Regions from separate parts of the Mus musculus genome. Here region 2 is linked to region 1. A link is a contact called in public HiChIP or PLAC-seq data. All regions are on one chromosome and are shown on one strand. The core of a region is the stretch at or near the end of the contact, and the rest is flanking DNA. Distances in the headings are between cores, read along the strand shown.

The links. HiChIP or PLAC-seq counts read pairs in DNA pulled down with a chosen protein or histone mark.
Region 2: a contact with region 1 is called in an H3K27ac HiChIP or PLAC-seq map of extraembryonic endoderm stem cells. The contact joins two enhancer-like sites. A contact is called at or near these places in 8 of 39 promoter capture datasets (the HPC-7 cell line, cranial neural crest, embryonic stem cells and 2 more), 2 of 15 datasets of contacts at CTCF or cohesin (CD8 T cells and the NIH/3T3 cell line), 2 of 484 Hi-C or Micro-C datasets (extraembryonic endoderm stem cells and spermatogonial stem cells) and 2 of 115 datasets of contacts at active chromatin or transcription factors (embryonic stem cells and extraembryonic endoderm stem cells).

What each region holds. Positions count from the first base shown.
Region 1 is chr1:4,720,628-4,727,486 of GRCm38.p6, reverse strand. No RefSeq gene overlaps it. Among named protein-coding and RNA genes, the nearest start is that of Mrpl15, 62 kb to the left of the region's middle. Within about 2 kb of position 5,071, at least 24 of the 459 cell types and tissues checked have an H3K27ac peak or open chromatin away from gene starts, as enhancers often do. A contact at or near this core is called in extraembryonic endoderm stem cells, where this site is marked.
Region 2 is chr1:4,759,198-4,766,314 of GRCm38.p6, reverse strand. No RefSeq gene overlaps it. Among named protein-coding and RNA genes, the nearest start is that of Mrpl15, 23 kb to the left of the region's middle. Within about 2 kb of position 5,759, at least 4 of the 459 cell types and tissues checked have an H3K27ac peak or open chromatin away from gene starts, as enhancers often do. A contact at or near this core is called in extraembryonic endoderm stem cells, where this site is marked.

The DNA.
Region 1 (6,859 bases), core at 3,822-6,321:
TGGATGCTCACAGTCAGCTAATGGATGGATCACAGGGCTCCCAATGGAGGAGCTAGAGAAAGTACCCAAGGAGCTAAAGGGATCTGCAACCCTATAGGTGGAACAACATTATGAACTAACCAGTACCCCGGAGCTCTTGACTCTAGTTGCATATGTATCAAAAGATGGCCTCGTCGGCTATCACTGGAAAGAGAGGCCCATTGGACACGCAAACTTTATATGTCCCAATACAGGGGAACGCCAGGGCCAAAAAGGGGGAGTGGGTGGGTAGGGGAGTGGGAGTGGGTGGGTATGGGGGACTTTTGGTATAGCATTGGAAATGTAAATGAGCTAAATACCTAATAAAAAATGAAAAAAAAACAGAAAAAAAAGTGGACATTAGCTCTTAAGTAAAGGATAATCATGCTATAATCCACAGAACAAGAGAGGCTAAGTAACAGGAAGGGCTTAAGAGGGACACATGGATCTCCCTGGGAAGGGGAAATAGAATAGATTTTGTGGGTGGACTGGGGATGGGTGGGGAGAGGAATAGGAGGGAGCATGCAGAGGGTGGTAGGAGGGACAGAGGGAAAGAGTACTGGGGAGAGATCACTGGAATTGGGGGGAAAACTAAGGAGACTATGTAGAAACCTACTACAGTGGAAAATCCCTGGAATCTTTGAGAATGACCCTAGCAAAGTATCCTAGTAATGAGAAATAGAGAGCCTGAAGTGGTCATTTTCTATAACAAGGTAAGAGTCTTAGTAGTGGGACTGGAACATCAGTCCAGCCACAAAACTTTTGACTTGCAATCTGTCCTGCCTGAAAGATGTGCTGGGGTAAAAGTGGTGTAGAACTTGTGGGAATAGCCAACCAATGACTGGTCCTACTTGAAGCCCATAACATGAGAGGAAGACCACACTGACACTGCCTGGATGGCTAGGAACCAGAGGCAGGACAGCTCAGAGACCCAGGACAGAACCTCGTAGAACTGGAAAAAAAAGTTAAAGTGATTCCTAATGATATTCTGCTATACTAGTCCAATTGTCTGTCATCAGAGGAGTATAATTCATCAACTGATGGGAGAAGATGCAGAGACCCACAGCCAAACACTTTGGACAGCCAGCAGAACCCTCAGAAGAGAGACATATACCTTATGGTTGTGTAGCTTGGTGTTCTTGTGGGATTCCCAACAGTGGGAGTGGAGTGATTCTGACTCCTTTGCCTGCTCTTGGAATCCTTTTCCTCCTACTGGGTTTCTTTGTTCAGCCTTAATATGAAGGTTTGCACCTAGTCTTATTGTAACTTGTTAGGCCATGTTCAGTAGATATCCCTGGGGGGCCTGCTTTTTAAAACTTTTTGAAGGAAAACAGGAGAAGTAGTGGATTTGTGGGAGGGGTAGTGGTGGGGGAAGACTTGGAGGAGTGGAGGGAGAGCAAATTGTGGTTGGGATGTGATGCATGAGAGAAAAGAAGCAAAGCAAAGCAAAGCAAAGCAAGATAAACATTAAAAACCAAAAATGGTATTTAGGACCTGGTGAGGTGGCTCAAAGTCAAAGTGTTTGTCACCAACCCTAATGACCTAAGTTTAATCTCTAGGACTCACACGGTTGAAGGAGAAAAGCAACTCTAAGTAATTCCTCTGACTTTCATGGGAACACGTGTATGTGTGTGTTTGTGTGTGTATACATGTACATGTATGTATGTTTACATATACATATATATGCGTAGCATGCACACACATATAAATGTAATTAAAATAAATTAAACATAAATATATCTAGGATTCATGCCCTATGTATAGCAGAATGCTCCCAATGAAGTTTCCTTAATAGTCTACTCACAATATTAAATGCTAGATGGCAGCCAGGCCTTAGCTTCCCACTTGGCCACTTATCTACCTCTGGCTTTAGAACACATGGTCAGACTAGGATGGGATGTTTATTGAGTCACAACATTGTGCTGCCAGACTCAAGTCTTATAAACTATCATGAATCTCACTGTCACATATAATTAGTCTGCCTTTAAGGTGACTATGGGTCATAAGACCACACTGAACAAACCAGGCTCATCCCAAGCCACATTTCACCAAGTGCCTTTGAGGTGGCCAGCCTCAGGCTTCTGATGAAGCAGAGTGACGCAGGTCCATTCATGTCACAATTCAGAGGTGGACTTTGATTAGCTGGTCCCTAATGCTGATACCACCTGATGAGCCAGGACAATGCTTAATAAAGTTTACTCCTGCAACCTTCAACTGGGCAGAATATACCAAGATAAGCTGGGGGCATTCTTAACCTGCTTCCCCCAGCACCTGCAGGGAGGTCACTGTAAGATTGGAAAAGGTAATTACGGCTGATAGAGCGGCTGACAACACGTTGTTTGAAGAGAGGGCTTAATCTGCCCTATTGTGAGACAGTTAATGGAAGCCCAGGCCTCTGGTCTCTCACTTCCAGCAGAATGAAATCTGTTTGCCTAGAATGTTTAGAGAGCAGCTGCGTCCCTAGCACTTACAGGGTATTCCAGTTGATGTCAGCCACTCTCAACTAGCTGAGTGCTTAGCTCTCTCTTGCCTCTTTCCCTGTGCCTCCCTCCCTAGCACATGCCTTGCTCAGCACTGACTTCACTTTATTAAAATTCGGATCCACTCACTAGAATGAAAGACCCGTAAGAGTCAGGGACTCATTTACTCTGTATTACCACGGTTCTAGTACAGGTTTTGCCCTGACATTCACTTTCCATTTTTGCTGAGCTGACTTAAGTTCAGAGAAATTCTGGGTGCAACGGGGGAATCTATGAAGTCTCGGTATGAGTCGATCATTTACTAAAACAGGCTAGAGGAAGAAAAGGCGTTGATACAGAGGTAAGGAAAAGCACCAGAGCTGACTGACCTTAAGCAGAAAAGAGCACCTAATCCACACTCTAGTTCAGTTTTAATGAAGTCAAGAGAAGGATAATGACTCCATATTTGTCTAAGTTTCATGTGACATTTGGTCAGAAATAGTGCATATATTTCTTTTCTTTTACAATCAGGAAAGCGTATGACACTTCAATGAACCAAGAGGTTAGTATAGATTAAGATTTGAAACCTAAGGACTTAAAAAAATGCACAACATAGATGTACACATTAAAAATAAGAGAACTTGCCTTGTGAAATTCTTAATACATTTTAGAAAAAGTCACCATCTTGTTATCCAAAATTAAGTTTGGATAGAAAATTGCTCATTGTGACTTCCCCCCCAACAACCTCTCTACTTCCCTTAGCTCTCTTCCGCTTTTTACCCCAGAGCTTAGAGACATTGGGCTCCATGCTGCACCTCAGCTCTCAACCACTAAGGCACAGGACAGCTCAAGGAGGGAAGAGACGTGGGTGCTGTAAGTGCTTAGAGGAGTGGTGTGTAGAAGCAAGGGCGAAGAGACAGAAGGTGAAGAGGTACACCCGTCAGGGCAGATGATGAAAGGCCTGTGGCATGCACACAAACTCAATGCATTTTTCCATAGATGGTTAACACCAACACAGATGACTTTTATAAAGTACTTTTACCTACAATCAGTCTCTGTTTCGCAACAAATCTCAATGAGAAATAGTAGACAGTTACTATTTTACAGATGGAAGAAGAAATGCATAGAATACTTGAACAACAAAACCCAGGGCAGCTGGGGAAATTGGATGCCAGGGTAATTCCCTCCTTTTCAAAGGGTCTAACATAAGGAACTCAAGGCATCCTTCCACACCTGGTACTCTTTCAGGCAGGCACTCTCACTGTGGGACCTTAGAAAAGTATTATCAAGATCCTCCATCCCAGATAGAATGAAAAGGCAAAGAACACAGAGCATTCAGACAGCCCCAAGAAACATCTTCTGCTCTGTTGAAAGAGTCAAGAGGCACTGTCCAAACTCTTGCTTCAGGTCATCACCTGCTTCACTTAGGAAGTGATACATCATGGAGAGATGATTTCCAGGTGAGACTGTTATCCAGGGCCTCCTTAGTAGACATTTACAGTAAGCTTCTTACTATTCTTTTATGCATAGTACAAGAATCTCACATGATACAGAAATCAAGAACTATAGCTAGTAGCTGCATGCTTATAGGTATGTTGTTTTAGGCCAGGAACTAAAAATCCATCCAGTGGTGTTCACCGAGCAGCACACATAATAAACTCTGAATGAGACCAAGACTGGCATGTCTCCTGCTCAAGGATGACTTGCAACTTCGTGAAGCATTGAAAGTAAAATCCATGCAGCGATTACTATCCATTTCAGGGTTAGTTAAACAAAACCAACCTCTTACAAGTAACTGAAGACAGTCTTTAAGTTCCTTTTAAAAATGAAGATTTCAAGCCATCACATATTTGTACAAAATCCTCTGCGCATCTTCTGTGTGTGGTGTGTCCTTGGAGCTCCAAATGTGGCTTTGTAGGGAGGTAGGAGGCTCGGGTAGGCAGTTCCACAGTCTGTTTCTCCTGTGTCATCTTTCTGTAAACAATTGCAGTAGTCTTTATATTTTATCAAAATCAGAGCAAGGACAAAGTTTTCCAATATCTCCAAACTTGGTCAGGGCATCTGTGGTGTGTGCCGGCAGCCCAGACATAGTGTATGTGCAGAGCAGCCCACAGGAGGGTGGCTGAATCTAAGGCTGAAAATGAAGGGAGAGACCTGGAACGCTCACTTGCATCTGCAACAATGGGTCATTGTTAGGCCTGAGCTCTGTCAAACAATGGCCTTGATAGGACAAAACTCCTATGGAGAAGGATAGCTTTGCACCCTGGTACTTCAGGCAGCCCAGCTTGTTCCAGCTGTGTGCGTGCGTGCATGTGTGTGTGTGTGTGTGTGTGTGTGTGTGTGTGTGTGCGCGCGCGTTTGATTATTGGACCTACCTGCCATCTTCCCATGACTTCACGTCTTTGCACTTCTGGTGGTTCTCAGTTGGCCTCATTCCATGAAATGCAGCATTTGTAGCAGTCTTTATCTTTTTACATTCCTCTTTAGTAGGTCATAGTGTTTAAAAATGAAGAAAGCTTTCACACCTTCTACTTACACAAACGAGCATAACCTCTTGTTAATAAGTAATAGATTCATCACCTAAAGCTTCAGTGGTTTGGCAACTTAAAGCACAGCAAAGCTTTTCCTGGCAGTGTTAAAGTGGGGAGTACATTGTGACCTCAAGGCAGGCCGGCTTCAATGTGCTTGCTCCCCAGCTTCTCCAAGCTTGTGAGACTCCAGGCCAAGCAACTGATGGTGTTAGATGAAGAGTCTCAGTCTTTTCATCTCATAGAGGGACATATTGATCTGAGTTTGCCAAAAAATTGAATCTACCAGAAGGAGAGGCTTCTTTTTTTTTTTTTTAATGTTTTTTTTTTTTTTTTTTGCTTGTTTGTTTGTTTGTTTGGTTTTTGGTTTTTCGAGACAGGGTTTCTCTGTATGGTCTTGGCTGTCCTGGAACTCACTTTGTAGACCAGGCTGGCCTCGAACTCAGAAATCCGCCTGTCTCTGCCTCCCAAGTGCTGGGATTAAAGGCGTGCGCCACCACGCCCGGCAAGGAGAGGCTTCTTAAAAGGCTGTAGCAGACGCCTGAGCAGTTATTGATAGCTAGAGTTATACTTTGTTATTGATAGCTAGAGTTATACTTTTTTACAAGACCATTTTTGCAGTTGTTTTTTTAAAGGCGATATGTGCACTATACTGGCAAATACATAATATTTTTAAAGTATAGTGTATATATTTACTGTTTATTGGAACAACATATGTGAATAATGACATGAATTGTAGCTAAAAACAAAGACTCATATTTGATAATAAACTAAAGAAATTCATCTTTTAAAAATCTTTGTTTAACTAGCGTTTTCTTGGAAGGACAACTTATTTTATAACTCTGGATGGTAGTTGATCGAGTGCATTTTGCCCCACTGTTGCAAACCATATTATTTATGGCATATTCTTAGTGATGACCAAACTGGGGTCTCAGCCTGACCTGCAGGGCCCTCGGAATGTACAGTGAAGGCTCCAAGACTAGGATCACTTTTTCTACTTCCTGTGAAGTTACAAGGAATGAGGTGAAAAACACAAGTTAGTCTATTCCTGAAAATGCCTTCCAAGCATGATCTCTAGCTGCCTGAGCATCAGATATTCATCCCTCATGGAAGGGCCAATGATGATATAAATGATAACTGAAATGCCCATGTCGGGCAGTAAAGTTTCCTCAGCTCTGGGCTCTAAAGGTTCATTCTTCCTGTTACAGCAACTATTGAGTCTAAAATGTGCTTAGTACGAGCCCAGGCATCGGAAAGGGTCATCATCATGGTGCAGGTGCTTGCTCTTTCAGTACATTACATGTATTTTTTTCATTCAATTGTCACAATTTAGTTATCTCCCTCTTATGCTGAAAAGACACATTGAGAAGCCAGGTGTATGCTTAGTTACCCATTTTGTAAATAGCAAAGCCAAGATGATAATTTCTCTCTCAGAATGCCGTAGGCACTGAAAAATACCTGCAAATACATTTTACATATTTTTGTCTCCTAAGCAAATAAGATAGGTGTAATTAAGTGTCGCGTCCGCTCACAACCAGCGGCAGGACCACCAGTCCTTCTAATAGCAGTTTATTCAGCAAACTTCAGTCTTCATCTCTCTCGCTTCAACTTTCTCTCTCATCTTTCTCTCTTCAACTTTTCTTTTCTTCCTCTCTGACCCGGGCCTCTCACTCTTATATACTCTCAGCCCTCATCCACTCACAGCAGGCCACGTCACCTCACCAGGCACGCAGCTTCAGCTAATCAGGGCAGCAGGGGCATGTCTCCACCAAAATGGATTCGCCAGTATCCTGCTGCACCTGCGCAGCTCTCACGATGGTTGTGGCTTATTTTCAGGTATATGAGGAAGTCAGG
Region 2 (7,117 bases), core at 4,510-7,009, 38 kb before region 1:
CAAGATAATTTTGTGAGTGAACTCACAGATCAACCCACTCTACAAAACTAAGCATCAAAGCCTCAATATTTTAAAGTACTCAACTCCTACAGGCAAAAACCAAAAATAAGCTGGAGAGATGGCTCTGTGATTAAGAGCACTTACTGCTCTTCCAGAGGTCCTCAGTTCAATGCCCAGCATATCAGGTGGCTCAGAACCCCCTGTCACTCCCTCTCAAGACGATGTGCCACCCACTTGTGGCCTCATAGGCACTGATTACACACGCACACTCACATGCTTGCACATACATTTCAGAGAAAGCTGGGAGTGGCTGTACATGTTTAATCCAGCACTAGCACTCGGGAGGCAGAGGGAGGTCCATCTCTGTGAGTTTGAGACAACCTGGTCTACATAGTGAGATCTGGGAAAGCCAGAGCTGCATAGTGCAACTGTCTCAAAAAGTTTTTTTTCTTTTCTTTTCTTTTCTTTTCTTTTCTTTTCTTTTCTTTTCTTTTCTTTTCTTTCCTTTCCTTTCCTTTCCTTTCCTTTCCTTTCCTTTCCTTTCCTTTCCTTTTCTTTCTCTTTTTCCTTCTCTTCTCTTCTCTTCTCTTCTCTTCTCTTCTCTTCTCTTCTCTTCTCTTCTCTTCTCCTCTCCTCTCCTCTCCTCTCCTCCCCTCCCCTCCCCTCCCCTCCCCTCCCCTCCCCTCCCCTCCCCTCCCCTCCTTTTCTTTTCTTTTCTTTTCTTTTCTTTTCTTTTCTTTTCTTTCTCTTTTTAAAGAAAACCAAAAAAACTTTTTTTAATGACTGCCAATATTCGAGGCCTAGACCTAATTTCATCGTCTGATCTTTAAATGTCCTTGGTCCCACCACAGGCTTCTGGGTGCTGTGTAGAGCACCTGCCCATCACTGACTTTTCCCTGAGGAGATCTTGTAATGAGCTCCAGTTGGGAGATGACCACTTGTCAGGGGTGTGAGGACTTAGCTGTCTTTTTGTTCACATAAGAGGACACCCACAAATATTTGCTCCTTCTGGGTGAAAACAAAACTAGAAAACCCCAAAGGACCATTTGGAATGGGTGTGGCTGTGTTCTCAAGGCTCCTCCCACTGGGAAGGGCATGGCTGTGTTCTCAAGGCTCTTTCTGGGCTGGAGAGGTGGCTCAGCAGGTAAGAGCACTGACTGTTCTTCCAAAGGTCCTGAGTTCAAATCCCAGCAACCACATGGTAGCTCACAACCACCTGTAATGAGATCTGACACCCACTTCTGGTGCGTCAGCTACAGTGTACTTATTTATAATAATAAATAAATCTTTTAAAAAAAGGCTCTTTTCACTGGGAAGGGCATGGCTGTGGTCTCAAGGCTTTTTCCACTACAGGTAGAGTCAAAGACAGCAGCACAGCACACAAAGGCCAGACTTCTAGAAAGTTTGGGAGAAAAATGTAGATTCATTTTTCTTTGGAGGCCTGGTCTTGCTCTGTAACCCTGGCTGGTCTGGAATTGGCTATGTAGACTAGGCTGGGTTCAAACTCACAGAAGCCTGCCTTTGCCTCCTGAGTGCTCGATTAATGACATGTGCCACTTTGTTCTCCATGAGGTCACATCTTTGAAGATGCTTCCCAGTTGTAGAGATGGCCCAGAGAGCAGCATCCTTGCCTGTGGAAACGGGAATGGAAAAGGGATGTGTTGACAGGTAAGTAGGGGGAAGAGGACTGCTGGCTGGAAAAAGATTCTCCTACCTTGTTTCTTTTTCCCAATTCCACTTCTCCTTTTCTTCGAGTCTTGCTATGCTCTCTGGGCTGACAGAAGTCCTTTCACCTTAGCTTCCTAAGTAGCTGAGTTGGTGGGTGTATCACCATGCTCTTAACACACCCCATCCCCTTTTCTCTTCTCCTTTTGTCTCACTCCATGATCTGGAGGGACTAAATATCACTATGTAGACCTGACTGGCCTCAGACCCACAGAAATCCACCTGCCTCCTAAGTGCTGGGATTAAAGACATGTGCCACTACTGCTAGCCATTAATTTACACTTGAAAATAAGTTCAAACATTCTTAGCCATTAAGTCTGGAATATGACACATTCTAAAACCTGAAACTTTCTAAATGTGATACCATTTGGTGGAAAATTCCACACTTAAAAGTTGTTTTATACATAATATCATTTAAAGTATGATATAAATGCAATTACCTTAGATTTATGTGTTTAAGGTAAAAATGTGCTCAGACTTTCATTTCCTCCCTAGGATCTCTCATTAAGTGTTGCAGTATCCCAAAATCGGAAAACATCCTGAAATTCTGAATACTTTTGGTTCCAATCATGTCATATAAGGAACACTCGACCTGTTTTCTCTCATTTATATCTATGAAAGTGTGATATGATATATCTATATCTAAATTAAGCCTAATTAAAATGTTACCCAGTCTTAGTTATGCAGACTGGTTATCCTAGCTCCTTGAGAGGCTGACGCAGGAGAAATGAGAACTCAAGGCCAGCCTAGGAAGCTTTTTTGTTGTGGAGTTGGAGTGGGGGCTTGGGGGAGGGGAAGGGGAGCTTTGAGACAGGGTTTCTCTGTGTAGCCCTGGCTGCTCTGTAGACCAGGCTGTCCCTTGAACTCAAAGATCTGCCTGACTCTGCCTCCCACGTGCCGGGATTAAAAGTGTGCAGCAGCATTGTCCAAAGCTTGGGAAACTGACTGAGACTCCACTTCATAATAAAGAGTAAAAGGGAATGTGTAGTTCCGTGGTAGAGCTCTTTCCCAGCAGGCACAAGGTCACGTGCTCAATTCTGAGAACCAGTCCTAGAGCATGGAGAGATTTTAATGATATACAAAACAAAAATTGGAAGCAAGTGGTCATTGCCACAGTAGTCACAGTATCAATTGGCAGTGTCTTTTTCATGGGTTTCCCGGCATGAACATAAGCTAAAACTGACTGTGTATTACTTATTTTCTTGTATTTAATCACGACACTCTTACCATGTAGCTCAGCCTGACCTTGAGTACTGGTTGGTCTGTACTTTGTCATCCGGCCTCATCTTCCCAAGTGCTGAGCTCCATATGTGTGCCTCCAAGACCCTCTCAAGGTTTCGGCAATCTTACAATCAACAGGGTTTTAGACTTGTCAACATGTAGCATTTAAAAACTTACTTCTTCAGTCAGGGAAACTGAAGCTTAGGAAGGTTATGCATTGCTTTAAGGATGATCAGCTAATTGGCCAGAGTTAAGATGTGCTAAAGCAGCCTGACCCAGCGCATGGGTCTTAAGGCCTGTGGGGTGGTGCATTGCGCCTGGCTTTATACTGTGCTGTCTAGGCTTCCCGGCCTCACCTGCTGCTGTCCTACCCATTTCCTGAGCTTGGTTCCTCAGCCTCCCCAGAGCACTTGAGACGTTTAGCTTTCTCTTCAGTTACTGGGATCCACTTCTGTTCTGAGGAAAACACTGGGTATTATGAGATGAAGGACCCCCACAGATGCTTCAATGCAGTGAGAATGAATGAGCTCTGTGCGCAGAGGGAAAGGTACAGGGCCCAATGGGCACCTTGTCTTGATAGTGCTTCGGAGACACCCTTGAGGCTCACAAACCTTTTTCGGGTACTGTCTTAGTTAGGGTTTTACTGCTGTGAACAGACACCATGACCAAGGCAAGTCTTATAAAAAACAACATTTAATTGGGGCTGGCTTACAGATTCAGAGGTTCAGTCCATTACCATCAGAGTGGGAACATGGCAGTATCCAGGCAAGCATGGCGCAGGAGGAGCTGAGAGTTCTATGTCTTCATCCAAAGGCTGCTAGTGGAAGACTGACTTCCAGGCAACTAGGGTGAGGATCTTATACCCACACCCACAGTGACACACCTATTCCAACCAGGTCACACCTATTCCAACAAGGCCACACCTCCAAATGGTGCCACTCCCTGGTCCAAGGATATACAAACCATCACATTCCACTCCCTGGTCATCACAGGTACACTGGCTCCCACCCCTCAGCCAAGCCGGTGCTGCATGGTGGAGATGGAAGGGTTAGGCCATCATGGTACCCAGATGGCATTATTCACCTTTAGAGCACCGAGAGATCCTCTGTACCAAGCAAGACACTTGGAAGGTTATTTGTTTAATGTACCTTTTCTATCGTGCCAAGGCCACATGTGACAGTAAGCAAGTGCTCGGAGTCCATGTTAATTTGAAGTTTTCCAGCCTGGAGGCTCCTTGGACTGTACAAAGGGCCCTGAATGTGGTGTGGGTCTGGAGAAACTATGTGCCCTGTTCTCTCTTAGGCGGAAAGGGGCTGTCAGCACTGAACCTCCAGCACTGACTCTATTCATGGTTCCTACTTCTATCTCAAGGCCAGCATCTCTCTGTCTCATGTGTCCTTCCATTAGAGAATCGGGGCCCACTTCATCACCCCCAAAGGCATGACTTCTAACAGTTCATTTGTAGTACTTCAGTCATGGTGGGAGACTGACTCCGGTGGGCTCCTGTCACTCTTGGGTAGGGTAAGACTGGGAGCAGACAGATGTCTCACCAAAGTCCTGCAGTCACTGCTGTACAGCAAGTACCTGGTGTGACTCTTTGCTCTGCATGCAGACCTGTCTACCTATGCCTTCTGCCTCCCCCATAGAGAGATCTGCCTGCAAAGGCTCCCGAATGGGGAGGCACTGAAAACCCAGGACTCTCTCGGGAGGTAGTGGTGACTAGGATGTGGAGGGGTCAGGTACCAGGTATACTACTGCTTGATTCATCACTGTGAGGTGAGGGCTCCAAGTTGGCTCTCCCTGCCCTGGGGACATACTCCCTCCCATGCAAACAGGACCAGCTGCACTCCCATTTCTGACTTCTCTTCTTGTTGACTGTTTTGAGCCTGGTTTTTAGAGGGGCAGCTAGAAGTTGTGTGTCTTCTTCCATCCTTAGCATCTTGGATAGTACCTTAGGATGCTTAGGGCTTCATGCTCACCTGACACTGGCACGCTCACCTTCATCCTACACTTAGAAATGAGAATTGATGGCTGCTATTGCGTCCATAGGTAAGCACTAAAATTGCCTAGAATGTTTGAGGCTCTGGCTTTGATTCTCAGCACCACAAAACCAAACAAACAAAAACCAAAAACCAAAAACCAAAAACCAAAAACCAAAAACCAAAAACCAAAAACCAAAAACCAAACCAAACCAAACCAAAAATGCTCAACCCTCCCTAAAAAAAAAAAAAAAAAAACAAAAAAAAAAAAAAATCACAAGAACAACCCTTCTTTTCTCTTTTTAAAACTTATTTTTAAGGTAGCTTCTCTTTTCGGTTTGTTTTCTCTTCTCTTATATCTCCGCACTTTTCTCTTGCTATATAGTCCGGTGATCCTTGAACTCACAGCGACTTCTTGCTTCAGCTTCCTCAACGCTGAGATTACAGGAGTGAGCCACCACTCCTGCTTGCTTTGGTTTCCATAAGGTTAACTTATCCAGAAACCAAAAACAGGTCCACTTAAAACAAAACAAAACAAAACAAAACAAAAAAAACAGTCTTGTACCAATGATCTTGTTTCTTTCTCTGGCTATTTGTTGTCAAGATGACAAGTGGCTGGTAGGTGTGGGGGTCTGTGTGGGAAGTCTCCGGCATGGCCACACCGAGAATGTTTATTGTAGAAAGGGAACTTTTGCCCTGTGAAGTCACCTCCTCCGAGACACCAGTAGCTTTCTGATATTCTATCACAGGAAATTCCTGGTGGTCCACAAAAGCAGTCCTTGGAGTGCAGCTGCAGGGAGAGAAATCATTGCTGAAAGAGACAAGTCTGGGGCTCCTGTGAGTGTAGCTGAGCACCTGGGCCTTGGATGATGCAAACGGGAGGACTCTTAACAATGTCAGAATGATCCAAAAGACAAAGGTCAACAGAATTCTTATGTAATGCACTCTCGAAGTGTGTACCGGACGGTATCTATTGTGTGCTAACAAGATAGTAGGCATTATGTTGACTTTAAACTTCTTTCCTTGGGAGATGATGTTTTTTTGTTTGTTTGTTTGTTTTTGTTTTTGTTTTTTGTTTTTGGTTTTTTGAGACAGGGTTTCTCTGTATAGCCCTGGCTGTCCTGGAACTCACTCTGTAGACCAGGCTGGCCTTGAACTCAGAAATCCACCTGCCTCTGCCTCCTAAGTGCTGGGATTAAAGGCGTGCGCCACCACACTCGGCAGGAGATGATGTTTTAATATATTGTTTTGAAAATTACTTAGTCTGGCATGGTGGTGCACTTGGGAGGCAGAAGCAGGTGGATTTCTATGAGTTTGAGGCCAGTTTGGTTTACAAAGTGAGTTTCAGGACAGCTAGGGCTGTTACACAGAGAAACCCTTTCTCGAAAAACCAAATATAAATGAGTGAATAAACAAATAATTCACAATTTATTTAATTTTCTGTGTGTTTTGCCTATTTGTGTACCTGTACACATTTTTGTAGCTTGTATGTGCCTGGTGCTCAAGAATGCCAGAAGAGGACAGATGCCTTGGCAGTAGAGTAGAGTTGCTGTCTGTGATGCAGAGCTGAGAATTGGGCCCTCTGGAAGAGCAGCCAGTGTTCTTTGCTTCTGAGCCATTTCTCCAGCTCCTGGATTTAGCTTTTTTGAAGCTGTAAAACTGAATCCACAATTGACTTACGATTCCATTCATCATCTTTCCTAGCTCAAGTTTTCTCTGAAACACCATAAAGGCAAAAATTGTATTTGATGTCTTAGAAATCCCATAATTAGGGTGGCTTAAAGAACACAGATGTCCTTGGTCTTCAGGGTTCTAAGGTGAAAGGTCTAGGGCTAACAACTTCTCAGGGGCCAAGGCGATTCTGAAGTCAGGAGAAGTTCAATCATCTCTGTGGCCTTCTCCTGGCAGCCTGTATTTTCCAGGCACACACCTCCCACCAGCCATAACAATTCATGGAAATTAATAAATTCATTTATTGGGAGAGGTCATGGGTAAGGCAGGAAGATCAGTCCCCAGCTTCCCAACAAGAGCCAGTGGCCGTCTTTACAGAACTGATTGTAGCAAGCAGAAGTTGTTTGAGTTCTCAAGTAAGTTAAATGCAGTTCTTCCATTTGTTAACAAATATCTGTCTCACAAAATAATAAGTCCTAGAAGTTGTGTAAGGGGACAAAACTGAGTGCATGGTCCTGCCT